Linked DNA regions of Mus musculus: region 1 is linked to region 2. Evidence: chromatin contacts called from public Hi-C data. All regions are on one chromosome and are shown on one strand. The core of a region is the stretch at or near the end of the contact, and the rest is flanking DNA. Distances in the headings are between cores, read along the strand shown. Region 1 holds the start of E130310I04Rik (RIKEN cDNA E130310I04 gene). Region 2 has its middle 33 kb from the start of Mylk.

Evidence for each region. Hi-C and Micro-C count contacts between places; a contact is called where the count stands out from the background.
Region 1: a Hi-C map of uterus shows a contact between it and region 2. The contact joins the promoter of E130310I04Rik here to the enhancer-like site in region 2. A contact is called at or near these places in 16 of 39 promoter capture datasets (the 3T3-L1 cell line, 3T3-L1-derived adipocytes, cranial neural crest and 8 more), 21 of 484 Hi-C or Micro-C datasets (embryonic fibroblasts, embryonic stem cells, liver and 5 more) and 4 of 9 other capture datasets (adipose tissue, embryonic stem cells, liver and 1 more).

The regions. Positions count from the first base shown.
Region 1 is chr16:34,957,640-34,960,339 of GRCm38.p6, reverse strand. E130310I04Rik (RIKEN cDNA E130310I04 gene) reads left to right here and starts at 1,346. Exons shown (of 4, transcript NR_045723.1): 1 at 1,346-1,573. The region is part of intron 21 of Mylk (myosin, light polypeptide kinase); the gene reads right to left.
Region 2 is chr16:34,750,775-34,753,474 of GRCm38.p6, reverse strand. It overlaps a transcript of Mylk not described here. Among named protein-coding and RNA genes, the nearest start is that of Mylk, 33 kb to the left of the region's middle. Within about 2 kb of position 1,259, at least 17 of the 459 cell types and tissues checked have an H3K27ac peak or open chromatin away from gene starts, as enhancers often do. A contact at or near this core is called in nephron progenitors and uterus, where this site is marked.

The DNA.
Region 1 (2,700 bases), core at 97-2,596, 210 kb before region 2:
GGCTTCCCTTTGCCCTCTTTGTGTTTGCCCACACCATGTCTGTCTGGGCTGGGCCTGCAGAGATGGCCAAGCACTGATCCTGAATCCAACAGCTACTGGCCTAAACTACGGCACACGCTTGGAAAGAGGCTCTAAGAGGCTGAGGCTGAGGCTGAATTCACGGTGCTGGTTAGTTTTAACTGTCAGTCTGATACAACCGTGAATCAACTGGGAAGAAAGCCTTAACAAGGAATTACACAGATCAGGTTGGCCTGTGGGTGTATCTATGGGGAATGTCTTGACTGTTATCTGAGGCAGGAAGACTCAGGCCATTGTGGCTGTAGATTCCCTAGGCAGGGCAAACCGGATAGTATGAGGGGAGTAAGCTAACTGAGAGCAAGAGAGCACACCGCGATGCATTTGGTCTCTCGGCTCTTGGCCATGAATGTGAAATGACTAGCGACCTGAGTTCTAGCCTAGCCTAGCCCTGAGATGGTGGACTGTAAGCCAGAATTGTGAGCCAATCCACTCTTTTCTCCCTATGTTGCTTTTAGTCAGGGTGCATTATCAGAGCAAGCCGGAACACTCACTAGTCATGGACAAAGCCACAGGAGAGTCCCACAACCCTGTGCATCCAGACAGGGTTCCGTCCTTTCTATGCTGTCAGGCAGAATGAGACCAAGCTAGTGTCATGCTTACACTGGTAAGCCGGGAATCTCTAAGGCGTATCTCCAGCCCTTCCAAATCACATCAGCTTTAAACTCAGAATGTAGTTGGTGTAGGTTGGGTTCTTGATACTTTGTTTTTCTCCCTTAGAGTTAGGAGGAGGCCTGTTATTCTTGTGTTGGGTGAGTGACATTAAAGAATCCATCTGGATCCCCTGCTCCTCCCTCATCCTCTCCCAGGTCACACAGAACAGCCCAGAAGGCGCAGGCGCAGGCCCAGGCCAGGCTGCAAACCTCATTCTTATGCTGCTTCTTAAAATACAATAATTAGCCTCGGAAATAGCTAAGTATCCCTCACTTAAACCAACTTGGGGGGGGGGAAGGGCTAGCTTTTGTTGATTTGAAAATGAGACTCTTGAGTGATCTGAAAAGAAGGCAGCTCTTCAGAGAATATGCCACAAGAGACTTCTGCAGCTAAGGAGCACAAGTCACTTTTAAGTGGCCTTATTTAGTCGGCCCATCAAGTGGATGCGTTTCAAGTGCTTGAAAACTGTCCAGAATAGGTGGAACAATATCTACTTTATCTCATTTGTGTTTATATCTACTTAATAAACCCCAATCAGATAATATGCAGATGTCCCTGGAGACACACAGGTAAATCAGGTTAATCCTGGTTTACTTTGGCCTAAGTCTAAATTCATGGGCTTTGAATGGATGTAGCTGTGCTGTGGCCATCAATACGAGTCCTCATTTTATTGAGCGATTCTATTCTTAGCTCTGGGGTGGGGGAGGCAGACAGAGAGCCTGCTCCCCATTCCATTCCCCTCCTAGGACGGCATTTAACATGTTGCTCCTGCCAGCTGGCAGGCAGCCACACCGATGGCCCTGTCAGCACCGGCAGTGGAGAATGAGAAACTCAACCATAAAAGGTCAGAACTGCAGCTCCCGCAGTGGGGCTGGGGGAAGGGGAGTGTGGCACGGCCCGGGGTGGCCCCGATTGGGGTAGGGGGCACTGGTTTCAGAAAGGCAGTTTAAAGTTGTTGACCCCACACAGGGGCAGATAGATGGGAAGGCTGAGGAAGAGGTTTCTCTGTCTTAGAGAGATTCTTCACTCTTTAGCCATCCACAGGCCATGGGCACATCTGGAGGGCAGGCTTTTGAGAGTCTGAAATGAGTTCTTCCCTTAGTTTCCCTTCTGCATGGCTGGAGACATACCTATCCACTTTGGGCCTAAGGTGAGGATAGGAGATAAAGATGGAGAAGGAAGACTGGGACCAAAGTTAGGGACCACAGAGTGACAGCACTAAGAGAGCCTCTGAGTCCTCTCCAACTGCCAACTTCATGCTTGGGACATTCCTCAGATCCCCGCTGTGGCTCATGAATCCTTTCTAACACTCTTTTGTTCTGTAGGTGTGAGCCCTGCTGTGAAGTTGGGGACTAGTCTTCACACTGAACCCAAAGGAGCCCCTTTGTCTAATTGAAACCCTGTAAGCTTGAAAGCCAAGATTGACTGGAAAACCTACTCAAATCTAATGTGTATGCAATTAAATACCAGGCCAAAGTCTTTCAGGAGCCCCATATATGGAGGCCCACACAGGCATACAACACAGTCTACTGTCCCCCTAGCTGCACCTTCTTGTGTCCCTCTACTGTACTATATGCATCTGCCACAAGGGGAACCATGACCGAGGGAAAACAGTGAGCATCACCCATGGGAGGAAGCCACATAGAAAGCGATTTAGATGTGTCAGAAGACAGATCGGAACGTAAAAACAGTTACTAGGAAAGAAGGCAACACCAAATCTTGAGACTCGGTCTAAATAGGGGTTCAGCTTACTGGGAACTCAGAGATATAGAAAGGGGAAGAACTTAGGGTTAGCAATCACAGTGACCTTAGAGAAACAGTCTCTCTAGACCAAGCAACATGGGATTAAGGGGCAGGTAGCTGCAGAGGGCCAGAGGCCAAGGGGTGAGGCTGCTCTGCCACCGGGTTAGCCCAGGGGCTGGGGCACAGAAAGCAGAGCACTGCAGGAAGGCCAATCGATGCAGGGGGTGG
Region 2 (2,700 bases), core at 10-2,509:
ATGGGTATGCTGCACACACCTATTCCACCCCCCATCCCACCCCCCCACATATATATACATATATACATATATACATATATACACATATACATATATACATACACACACACACACACACACACACACACACACACACACCACTAAGATGTAAGTTCTCCTGAATGTGAAACTACTACTGATTAGCACACTTGCAAAGTGGGTGAGCTGCTGCACACTGGAAACTTGATCTGCACAGTGAACTGCAGGCTAGCCTGGGTTGTGCAATAAAGACCTGTGGTCTACTTTTCTGTTGCTGTGATAAACACCCTGACAAAAGAAGCTTAAAAGAGGAAGGGGGTTTTCAGCTCACCACGGCAGGTTACAGCCCATCTCTGAGAAGCGGCAGGGAACTGAAGCAGGGAACTGAAGCAACTGGTCCTATCACAACCACAGTCAACGGCAGGGAGTAATGCATGAACAAATGCATGCCAGTACCTAGCTTGTTGTCTCCATTTCATACAGTTCAGGATCTGCTACCAAAGGAATGATCCTAACCATAGTAAGAAGACAGAGCTTCCATATCAGTGAGCATAATCAGGACAATCTCAAGACAAAGGAGATAGCCCATTGGTTAAGAGTGGTTGCTTCTCTGGCAGAGGACCAAGTTTAGTTCCCTGAATTCACATTGGGCAGCTCACAAACATATGTAACTCCAGAGCTCCGGGGGAATCAACTGCCTTCTTCTGGCTTCCACGGGTATCCATATACAATACACACACACGCGCGCGCGCGCACACACACACGCACACGCACACGCACACGCACACACACACAGAGAGAGAGAGAGAGAGAGAGAGAGAGAGAGGTAGAGACAGAGAGAGACTCTCGTTCTTAGAGGCTAACCTTAATCTAGACAATGCCCAGAGGCCTGCCTCTAGGTGTAGTTACAAGAGTATGAACAGATCCTGTCTCAGAAAGATAAAGCAAATAAACAAACAAACAAACAAACAAACAAAATCAACCCATCAGTCAGACAAACAGCAACAACAAAACTTACAGCAGGATTTTAATGTAGACATCCACATGGAAGTCCTAAAATTTATCCGAACAGCAAAAGCTCTAGAATGGCTGAACAACTTTGAGAAGGGAGTAAGTTGATTCAACTTCTCGATTTTAAAGGATCTAATAAAGATACAAAGGCCTCGATACTGTATCACTGCTAAGATAAACACATAAAGCAGTGGGAAATACTCAGCTGACATCCCCCACACACATGCTCCATTAATTTTCAACAAAGGGACAACAGGGAGGGCTAGTTTTTCACTACAGTAGACAACTAGACATTCCTGTTGAGAAAAGAATCTCTATGTCTTGAGACAAGTATAACAGCTGACTCAAAAACCAAACCACATCAAACTTAAATGTAAAACCTGGACCTTGTTAGGGGATAGTCTGCTCCCTGTGTATTCAGATGCTGATTTTAGTTCCGGGAGATCTGGGTGCAGTCTGGATTTTGTTATCATTACTATGAAGCATTTTTTGACTCATTATTTTTTTTTTCTTATTGGTCAATAAAGAGCAGATTCAGCCATTAGCTGGGCAGGAGAGGAGGAGGTAGCACTTCTGCATCCAGAAAGAGAAAGAGAGAGGCTCAGGTGAGAGAGAAGAAAAAGAAATGTAGGGAAATTACAGCATCTTTCAGTGTCTCAGAGAGTGGTTCTATTCATTTCAAAGAAGGAAAGGTGTCAAAAATCTGAGGCTTAAACACTGCTGGGCAAAGAAAGCAAAAACAATAGTTTTATCTCACTTGAGACATAGATGCAAAGACCCAAAATAAAATACCACACAGTCAGAGACAACATGCCCTAAAAACAAACAAAAACAGCAACAAATCTAAATCTTAACCCAGTGTCTGTCTTGAAACAAGGATTGACCACCATTCAGAACTCATGAACACTGATTGTAAAAACCAGCAGCGTTACATCCCAAAATCATGTGAAACTAACATAGTTCGGAAGGATCTTTCATTTTAGTTGTACCAATGATGAAGAAACGAGTATGCAGCTCTATGAACAAAATGCTTGGCCACTGTCAAATGTGTGCATCAGAGGAGATGCTTGTTTCCTGAGAAACTAACTACGCAAGGCACAGCTTCTATCCCTACCCCATTCCCTCCCTCCCTCCTTCCTTCCCTCCTCCCTTCCCTCCCTCCCTTCTTTCTTTTTACCTAACCAGAGTTGGTTTGTCAATTCTGAAGATTTATTGCTAATTCACAAAACAAAGAAACAACGACATCATGAAAAAAAAATCCACTCAGGATTGAGCCTCATCTTTGGCTGCTCTCAGAATCATCCAGGGAGCTTTGTGCAGAAAAAAAAAAAACAAAAGCAGAAATCAAAACAAGGCAAACATCAGAGAGTCCCTGGACCCACTGAGCCAGCTGGACTAGAAGGGAAACATTATTTTACAGCTCTGGAACCCTGCTGTAAGGAATAAACACCACTACACCCTTCCCCAGCAGATTTTCCAAAGTTGTTATAAATTTTCACCATAAAAAAAAATCAAATAAAATGTTAAAGCATTCCATAATCCTGCATGACTTGTCACCTTAAATTCTGCAAGAACAGATTGCTCCAGATTTTGAAGCCGAGGTCAAAGGCAGCCTGCATTGGGGTCAAGAAATAGAAACTCAACTCATTGCTGAACAACCAGGTAAAGACA